2 separate regions of the Columba livia genome follow, and region 1 is linked to region 2. The links are chromatin contacts, called in public Hi-C maps. All regions are on one chromosome and are shown on one strand. The core of a region is the stretch at or near the end of the contact, and the rest is flanking DNA. Distances in the headings are between cores, read along the strand shown. Region 1 has its middle 34 kb from the start of SLC25A13. Region 2 overlaps DYNC1I1 (dynein cytoplasmic 1 intermediate chain 1).

Region 1 (5,115 bases), core at 348-2,847, 170 kb before region 2:
TAACATTCAAGGTTCAGATAATGTTGATATAGCTACAATTTCTTGATTTGCCCTTAGGTTATGGTATATATATACATATATATATATATGTACATACAGACCTTTTAATATATTTGTATTCTGGTATAGCTAGCATTATACATAGATGAAAACATTGTGTGACTGTCAAGCCTTCGCAGGAAAAAGCATGCTACTAGAATCAAATTCTGAGGAGAAATAAAAAGCATCTAAGTACGTTTTTTAAAATATTTCCTTGACACATATTTTTAGGAGATTACTTTCTTAGAAAACCTTCTTCTGTTTTGGTTTTATTTGCAGATACTTTTTTTCACATAAAAGCCCTGTCTCTTCTGATACTCTTTCATGCCCCGAACATTAAATCCATTTATGAATTTTTTGCTTTTCTTTTGAAATAAAATACATTTTGTTCTCCAAACCTAGACAATAATGTACTCTTAATACCTGTAAAGAGTTCTATGAGATTTTAGGCAATAAAGAACATTAAGTGATATGTTTTTTGGGAGATGTACTGGAGCCTGTTTTATGTACTGGAAAAGAGTTTCAATGGGATTTTACTTAGTGGGAATAAAAGAAATTCCTTACATTTTGGATCTTTTTTTTTCCCAAAGTATTGGCTCCTCTTCTTCATTTTAAAATTCCTCATTCACTACACTACAGCAGTTTGACCTGTCAGGTTTATAGCCATAAAGATTCCTGGCTGGTTTATTGGCTCGCAGTTCAGCAATTGCTAATTTTACTTTTTCCTCCTGTTGAGAAAAATAATTTCTTGAGTTCTCATCTCTTCAGAAGGCATTCTCTGAAATGGAAGTTATGATGACAGATGTCCTATAGCCTGACAAATTTCCCAGATTATTAGTTTGGAGCGTGGGGCTGATTGTACTGGATCGAGGGAATAAAGCTACCGCTACTCACAGGGTCTGTTGAAACCCTTATCTCTCCCAGCCCCCTACTGACTTGTGATTTAATGTCATACGCTATGTCTAATAAAAAAACTTCTTCAGGCTGAAACTGTATCAGTTTTATTTGTCTGGTAACCACTGTGCACACATTAAGACACAAAATGAACAACAAGTGATGTCTTTGAGACTGGATCCATTATGTACTGCACTTTCATACAGTGCTCAAACCTGGAGCCAGCGTCAGTATTAAATAATTCACAACACTGCTATGATCTTCCATGGTGGCAGCTTATGCCGTGTCCTGGGACACATCTTTCTTCTTGCGGATCCCTGACTTTGAATGAGATGAGATTTTAGTGAAAACTATTTTCTGGAATTTCTTCATTATTACTCCAGGCTGAGCAGGCTGTCAAGGGCTTCATTCAGCAACAAGACTCATCCAATCAAGCTAACGAGCACTGACCTCTCCCTAAAGGACATCCTAGCGAAGGTGCAGCTCCCTGCATCACTGGTGCCTTCTGATACATCGATTCCCATACTTCCTTCCAGCACCACCGGCTATTGAAGCTGGTAGGCAGCACAGACCATCAACTTCATAGGATATTTTTCTATTTTTAGCCCACAGCAATCCTTTTGTTAACCATCTGTGAGTTTCTTGAGCTGCATTTTTAGGGAACAAGGGGTTTCTGGGTTAGAGATCAGGCAGTATCGGAGATAACCACATTTCACAGGCACGCTGACTCACCCCTGGCTCATCAAGAATGCTTTACTGAACTTCACACTGTATATAATACAATGGCATTTCGGTGCCCCGTTTTACAGCTGCTGATAGAAGGCACATGGGAGCACACATGCCTGGGGAAGTAGTTTCTGCATGGCAGTATGCCTACCGTCAATGTGTATCTCAGTTAGGCACAGCTCTCCGGGAATATAAAACAGAGTATTATTCCCAGTATTTCCCAGACAGAGAAAAGGTCTTTTGTGTCATCAAGTGCACCACACATAGATCACAGCATTGTTGTAGACAGTGGACATGGGGGCTGCTATTTCAAAACAAGATACACTCCTATAGAAATATATATCCATTACGAGGCCAAGAGAACAATTTTATTCCCGTAATTTGCAAGAGTGTTCTGGTATTCCATGAATGATAAATTTTGCACTTTTAAAAACTGTGCCTCTGCTTAATGTTACATTGAGCCCATATTTCATCTGCATCTTCAAGTTATTCCTCTGATGAGCATTCTCTCTACTCGCTAATTATAATTCTGAAATTGTCCCTGACAGATACCTGCTGGCATCTCTGTTTTCATTGCTCTGGGAACAGCTGCTGCACTACTTTATTTTTTCTTTCTTTTTTTTTTTTTTTTTTTTCTTCTTTAAGAAATTATTATCAGGGAATTCACGAATTCCAAGCTTGCAGGCTTTCCCAGCTAGCATGGCCTAATCAACAACCTGTCAGGCTAAGCTTACACAGAAGCCTAGTCTCTGATGTCCATGCAGCTGAGAGCTGGTTGCACCGCTGATTACGAGGGAAGGAGGCTTGTGTCTGCAGCCCTGCTGCTCTGACCCCCCAGAGCACAGTTAAGGACATTTTCCTCAGCTACATGCCACCTCAGCCTTAGCAGAGATCGTAAAAGCAGTCCCACACAGACAGAGGTATTGAAGGCAGAGATTATCCACATTGTGTAGTGCTCTTTCACATCCTTGCATGCACATCAAGCCTGTGGTGCCTTCAGATGCTCCCTGCTTGTGTGGCTGGGAGCATCCCTGCCTGGAGCCACCTCCACCCACCAGCACACATCTCCCATGATAGCACATCTGAGCCTACATTTCCACGCCCTCACACTATGTATTTTCTCCCAGACACAGCATATTTCTTCATTTTCTGTGGTACAGGCAGGGAACCCAACCCTACTGTCTGCTGGATTGATCATGCGGATGTCCCACCATCCCACCATCCCTCAGGAAGATGGCTTGCTGCCACTGTGGGGCATCAGTCCCACACTGGATTCCCAGTGCACCAACAGTTTTTATGTCTGAAAAAAACTATTTATTTTCCACTCTTGGTGATCATTATCTGTTGCAAGATGACATATGCTTCATATGAAGAAGGGCTCACCTCCATATATCCCAGAGGTGCACTCCCTCTCCTTCCCAAATGACCGCAGACATGTTCTTGGGCAACAGTGGACTCTGCTCATCTCTGGCCAGGACCCTTGGCTCCACCAGAGAGAAGCAATTGAGGACTTGGATTACGGGCTGCAGAGTGGGTTGGGGATACCAGGGGATGCACCAGCATCTACTGGCTGCAGAGTCCTGCAGAGCAGAAGGGAGTCACATTGTGGTACTGCAACGTATAGGAACAAACTAGCTGTAAGCATTCTCCAAAATTAGGCTTCTGCCCCAAGTTCCCCCTTCTCCCTGTTGCAGAGACACTCTGGCCCAGCAGAAACAAACATTAATAGTAGGAACCTGCTGCAGATTTGCAACGTGATTTTCTAAGTCCTGTGCAGATGTCTTGACTAGCTAGCTGAAGGCATCTCCCTGGCACTAGATTTAGGCACCTGAATCCTGCCCTAGATGGCAGTAGTAGGACAATGAGTGATGCGGACCACTTGTCAGTGGGTGCCCTACCTTGGAAGTAACACTGCAGCATTGCTTTAGCTTGTGTTTAACACTGTACAGGAAAGCAAAATCTCATTGAAGTTGTACAACCAGCTCTATCTTATAGGCGCACCAAGATGAAAAAACTCAATATTTCTTCTCCAAGTCAGCCAGAGTCCATTTCTCAATGCATATTAAGATTTGTCTTGCTTGTTATCATCTATAGAACCTTATTATATGAGCTCCTCATTTATGGATAGACTTCAACATCTGATGCTGCCCCACTCTGGGCTTGCTACAGGGGGCTTAAACTGCCTGTACATGTGGTTGTGAGCAGCACATGCTGGTACGCTCATGGCTTGGGTTAGTCCTGGTTTAGCGCTGCCCTGAGTAACAGTGCAGCCACTCATACACCCTCCTGTATTTGCATTCCTGATATTTCAGGAACGCATTTGAGTTACATGCTTCACCACAGCTATATTGACTCTGAAAGAGAAATGGTGGCCTTAAAAAACAACAACAACAACCCAAACTACAACAACAAAACAAACAAACACAACAAAACAAACAAACAAACACACAAAACTCCCACAAAAAACACAACATCTATCTAACTCAGTGAAGGGATTTCCAAATTGTGAACAGAACTTCTTTAATGTCAGAGATATTACAGTTCTCTTTGGCTATTCAAAATACTTTGCTAAGTTGGTTATTTGCTGTGCCCTTATGAGCTTCGTAAAGCTATTCATTTTGTTTAAAAACACCTTTATTAGACTCTAGCTACCTGAAAAATATTATGTCATGAAAAATAAATTGAAGTGACTAAGAACTTTGAAGGAAGCCAGAGTCTTTGCCACAGATGCTTTTAATCTGAGAAATAGCTATGCTTTTACTTACAGGTTTATATTATATATGTGTGGGTATGTCTGTGTATACATACATGAAGATATTTATTTTAGAAGAATTTTAAATGCATTCATCCATTTTCCTTCAATATGGATTCTTTTCTTACAGTTGTACTCATTGTACTTAAAAGTTTATAAATAAAATGATATCAAAAATTACAATGCAATTACAATCTCACACATTTTAAAAATAGTTGCTTTTCCCTTTGTGGGAATTTAGTGGCATTCTGCCATCGCACATGTGCACAACTGTCTGTCTGTGGGATTCGTTAAACAGTCATAGCTGACACACAGTCTAAATGATCCTACCATGCAATGAATTTGACTCAAATGTATGAAAATATAAAAAGAGTGTAAATGCAACTGATGTGTCACAGGGGATAAAGGTTCTGTGAGCTACTGCAGTAGCAGCACTGCATTTTCCTGACAACAGCATCATGAGTGCATTATTGGATGTTTGAGTAAAGAAGGGGTTTATATGTGCAGGGAGAGACTAGGTTTCCCTGGAATAGCTCAAGCCCTGTAGGTGCTGAGCTCAGCTTACATAAGAGTTTTCTCAGAAGGCAAGCCAGGAGTTGGTTTTATGTCCACAAGTCAGTCTTTGTTCCTTTCTCTGTGCCAAATACTTCCTCCCCCTGTGTACTGAATTGATCATTGGTTTATTATTTTGAAAACAATTGTTT
Region 2 (5,004 bases), core at 1,935-4,434:
ATCTAACTCTTGGGAGAAATGTTTTTAATAAATATGGGGAGTAACACAGAGTTTAAAATGTGAAGGTAGCATATTGTAACTAAAACCAGGTATTTTCTTCATTGGTTTACAAAATAATACCTAAATAATAATATGGCTTATTTCCCAAATTAAACAAAACCCGGTCTCATTAATAACAATCAGACCTAGTTTTTATGCAAAGCTATTTATCAATAGCTAGCAGTTAAACACATTCATATAACTGTCATTTTCTACTGTCTTCACAAATACTCTGACATCATATATCTGACATCTAAAATTAATAATGATCTAAAACATAGGTCTCTCAAGATTTCTTATTACAAAGGCAAAAGTGCTGACAAGGACTTTTTCTTAGCAAATACCAGTGCAGACTTAAACGGCACAATCAATTACAGAAAGCTTGAAAATTATGAACTAATTATGACCTACCAGATAGAGGGTAAAAGCAAACAACGATCACTTTCAGTTATGATGTTTAAAAGAACTGCTTACAGTTCTCTTTCAGTGGTACTTTTGCTGCTTCTCCCACATAACAAAACCTCACGTCTATTCAGATTCTGCCAGTTTATCATTTACAGAGATTTTTTAATTTGTTTCATCAGTGCTCAGTAAGGAAACCAAATGGTATTTCTGCCTCCAGAGACCCAAAATCAATTCTTATAAAAATACAAAGCTTGGATACCATGGAAATAATTCCAGCCCGATCCTTACACGAGAGCTGATTTTGACCTCTCAGAGTGGAAATCATTTCTGAAATCAGGGGTGGCCCTGCATGCAGAATAAAAGCAGGATCAAGCTTGAAATTATTCTTTTTTTTCTGATGTTCCTACGTATTTATATGTAAACATGCTGAAATACATCAGCAGTTTTCCACATACAGCCTTATTATTGATGGGAATGGGATCAAGCGGTCCATAGTAACTTTTTGGAAAGAAATTGTGGTCTCATTGAATTAAATGGCAAGACATCAGTAGATTTCAAGCAGCGCAGAATTTCAGTCCTGGTATTTGGGGGGAAAGGGTTATTTTTTTTTTCTTCTTAAAATGCTGGTTTTATGCTCTGTGTTTAAGCCTGCATTAATGAGAACACCTGAAGGATATGTCCCTCCCTTCCCAAAATAAATTCTGAGGAGACTCCTCCTGTATATCCTCCAGCTGTATGTGCTCTAATTAAAAAGGCTGTGCAGCTTCCTGCTCAGAGCACTTCAAAAGGCCTCTCTGCTCCCCTTGACAATGCAGCGCCCGGTGCTGGTTCCTCTTACCTGTCTCTGCTTATTTATGGCACACACCACTCACTGGAAGCCATAAAAGGCGCCCGTATTTTACTCTGTGTGAAATGTACAGCATGTTTACATGAAGGGCATATTAATGATCAAACTGATCTTAAAAAAAAAAGATAAATAATTCAAATTGTAAAAAGGTGTATGGCGGGAAATACTGCTACTTGCTCTTTGGTTTTCTCTTTTTTGGAAATACAAAGAAGCTGTCAGCTAATACGTGACTTTTTTTAAGTCTCATTTGTTCTTAATTTTACGTGGCATCAAGTGAAAATACACAAGACTTCGGATGTGGAAAAATATTTTGATTCTTGTGCTGAACACTGATGCTGGACATCTAAGACTGACCTCCAGCAATGTGACGGGTTTTCTCAAAACCATTTTCAAAGCAAATTCAAATTAAAAAATAAATTTTATATATATATATATATGTAAGTCTGCAGCATTTTCAAAAATCTGAAATAATGGGAGGAAAAAGGGGTGTTTGGTACGTCTAGAGAGTGACTTTAAAAAATGCAGTATTTATCATTCTCAGTCTTTGAAAAAAGCTGATTAATCCTTTCTCATCAGCAAAATTCAAAGATGTGACGTCTCCTTCCCAGTGGTCCCTGTTATTTACTTAACAGCAACGGGAAATAAACTTGTTATTTTTCATTTTCATTTACGCCGTTAATTTTCGCTGCAAATTTTAAAAAAGAAAAAAGGTGAGGGTGTGAAATCGCAAATAACGTGAGAGTGATGCCCCGTGCTTAAAAAAGCCTCAAGCGGCGTTGCCAGCGGCTCAGAAAGGCGGGAGGTGAGGGAAGGGACCCGGGCACGTTGGGTTTCTGACACGCAGGAGGTACCGGGACGGGGCTTGCAAGTTATAATCTCCAGAGATTTCGGAGCAGAGGGTAAATAGGGAGGGAAACGAAGCCTCTGACTAGGCAGCTCGGGAGCGCGGAGGCCAGCGGGCCCAGGCCGCTGGCAGGGCTGCCAAGCTGTGACCGCCCCGGCGAGGGGAGGCAGCGGCAACGCCGCGTTTGAAGCTCCTGGCTCAACGGGGAGGGGGAAAAGGGGGGGCAAAAAAAAACCCCAAACTAGAAAACGGGCGCGGTTTAAAACTGCACCTTGAAATAACAGAGAGGGAAGGGAGACTCCGGCACCGCGGCTATTTGTGTTGGCTTTCTGCCGGGGGTGCCGGAGCCGGCCCTCCCCATGCCCGACAGGTACCCAGAGCAGCAGCAGCGCCGCCGCGGGGGAGGGAGAGAGGGAGGCGGGAGGGAAGGCGGGCGGTAGAGGGGGGCGGTCAGGCGCCCCCGGCAGCGGGACCTGCCCTCCCCGCCGCGCCCCGGGGCGCGGGCGGCAGCCGACGCCGGGCTCCCCGCGCCCTGAGGGAAGCCCGGCGCCCCCGCAGACCCCCGGCGGGGGGGGTAGCGAGGGGGTGCTCGGCAGCGCCACCGGCCCTCAGAGGGTTAAGGTCTCGCCCGGCGCCCGCCCGCGCCTTCCCAGCACCGGCCGCCGTCGGGCCGCCGCGCCGCCTCACCTCGGTGTCGTTATTCAGGTTCCACAGATCCAGGCGCCCCATCCCGTCCACGCAGGCGAAGAGCGCGGGATGCACTGGCGACCACATGACATCGTAGACATAGTCGGCATTGTCTTCAAAGGAGTAGAGCGGCTTGTTGTGCTGTAAAGCAGAGAGAAGCATGAAGACTTCGTGGCGCTAGTGCTGCCTGGGGCTGTCTGGCGAGTCTAATTAAAAACTTTGCACATTTACAAAGTGTCATAAAACTTCCCCAGATGAAAGGTCCTCGCGAAGGGTGGGACTGCGCTTTAATGGGGCAACAACTGTCCGGTGGGATAAATGAGATGCCCGGCGTGAGGGGTGTGGGACGCGCGGGTGACGGGGCGGGGGGAGCGCCCGCGGCCTCTCCCGCTCCCGACCGGCACCCCGTCGCGGGGGCGGGGGGTGCAGGCAGGCAGGCAGGCAGGCAGGCAGGCAGGCAGGCAGGCAGGCAGGCAGGCAGGCAGGCACCGCCGCGCCCGCCCGAGCCAACCGCGCTTGCGGTCGCACCCGATAACGATCGTGAGATCGGCGGGGACCGCGCGGCGGCCTCCGCGGCCCCTCCGCGCACCGCGGGCGGCGCCTGCCACCTAGCGGCGGGCGGGACCACCGCCCGCACCGGACCCCCCGGCCCGGCCCCGCGTCTCGCCGCAGGGCCCGGCTTCCCTTCGCCGGGCCTCGCTCCGGGCGGCCCCGCCGTGCTGCCGGGGCGCCGGGCCCACCGCCGCGGCCGGGAGCGAGGGCTGCCCGCTCCAGCAGGCGGGAAGTCGGAGGGAAGTTAGGAAGTACCGCAGGAACAGAAGTGTAATTGTCTATCATGAATTATTCATCGCCTCTGGCTTGACTAATTTTTGCATAATGGCTTCGCTAATCCCCGATCAATTAATGGAAAATGAAATTTGAATGATAATGAAAACTCCAGAGATGAAAGAAATTAAGTAGTCTCATGGCTTGTGACACAAACCTAAACAATGGGGCTTCTCCGAGGGTCTTCCCCCCGCCCTTCGCCGCCAGCTGCCTCCCGGCAAGCGGGCCGGGAGAGCCGGCCGAGCACCCGCAGCACCAGCCGGCCCCTCCGGGGACTCCTGCGAGAAACACAGCGCCACACGGGGTGCCCTTCTGAGCGTCCGAGTCCTACCTATGGGATATCTCGCTCAGGTGCCTCTAGACTGCACCCCTGCCCAGGGAGGTTGTGGCGTCTCCTTCTCTGGAGACGTTCAAAACCCACCTGGACACATTTCTGTGTAACCCCATCTAGGTGTTCCTGCTCCAGTAGGGGGACTGGACTGGATGATCTTTCGAGGTCCCTTCCAATCCTTAACATTTTGTGATTTTACAAAGGAACCGCTGCCGGGAACGCCTGCAGTGCGTTGCGTCGCCGTGTATTATTAAAAAAAAAAAAGGGCGGAGCGATTGATTGCAATTATTATATCGCTTTTCGTTTGTATATTATTAATTTCAAGCATAAAAGCGATCTGTTTAATACCACCAGTTTTGTTCTCGGTCCTCCCGCACTACGTGGTGCTTCGTTGGGTGTCGGGGGTGCAGTGCGGCAGCTCCGCACGTGGAGGGGGGTGTGAGTGCACGTGGAGGGGGCTGTGTGCAGGCCCATCTCTGTACTGCTGTGCTGGCGAGTACACGCGTGTCCTGTTCTTATTGCAGTACTGTGTTGTAAATAATTTAAGAAATATTTCTGTTCAGGTAGTACAAAAAAATCCCATAAAAAGTATCTTGAGATTTAATCCTTTGAAAACATACTGAAGATACAAAGGGATCAGGTTCTATAGGCCAGTTTTTGAATTCATAAAAGACATTTTGAATGATTACAGGACCAGGTCACAGATTTTCACAACTGGCCTAATGTTTTTTGCGCATTTCCTAAGAATAGCAAACATTTTGGTTTGTGTGACAATAAAATGAAATTAGAGCTTGGGTTTGTTACCTCAAATTTACGTAACATTATTATTTCTTTTCCAAAGCTGGAGTTTTGCAAAAGAAAAGGAAAAAAAATTACAATAATGTTTTCTTACCTAAACAAGGTCTTGTTCTCCAAATATATGTATCTGCTTAGTATATTATAAGTACCAGTGGAGTTATTTACACGTGTTAGTGGCCTGGCTTACATGCCTGTGCTAAAGCATTTGCAGGGTTGAGAGCCAAAGGA

The links. Hi-C and Micro-C count contacts between places; a contact is called where the count stands out from the background.
Region 1: a Hi-C map of crop shows a contact between it and region 2, with 2.0 times the contacts expected there. The contact joins two enhancer-like sites. A contact is called at or near these places in 2 of 2 Hi-C or Micro-C datasets (crop and liver).

Annotation. Positions count from the first base shown.
Region 1 is chr2:27,315,118-27,320,232 of bColLiv1.pat.W.v2, reverse strand. No RefSeq gene overlaps it. Among named protein-coding and RNA genes, the nearest start is that of SLC25A13, 34 kb to the right of the region's middle. Within about 2 kb of position 1,597, at least 1 of the 3 cell types and tissues checked has an H3K27ac peak away from gene starts, as active enhancers do.
Region 2 is chr2:27,150,676-27,155,679 of bColLiv1.pat.W.v2, reverse strand. It overlaps DYNC1I1 (dynein cytoplasmic 1 intermediate chain 1), which reads right to left. Exons shown (of 16, transcript XM_065051126.1): 14 at 2,823-2,963. Among named protein-coding and RNA genes, the nearest start is that of SLC25A13, 130 kb to the left of the region's middle. Within about 2 kb of position 3,184, at least 3 of the 3 cell types and tissues checked have an H3K27ac peak away from gene starts, as active enhancers do.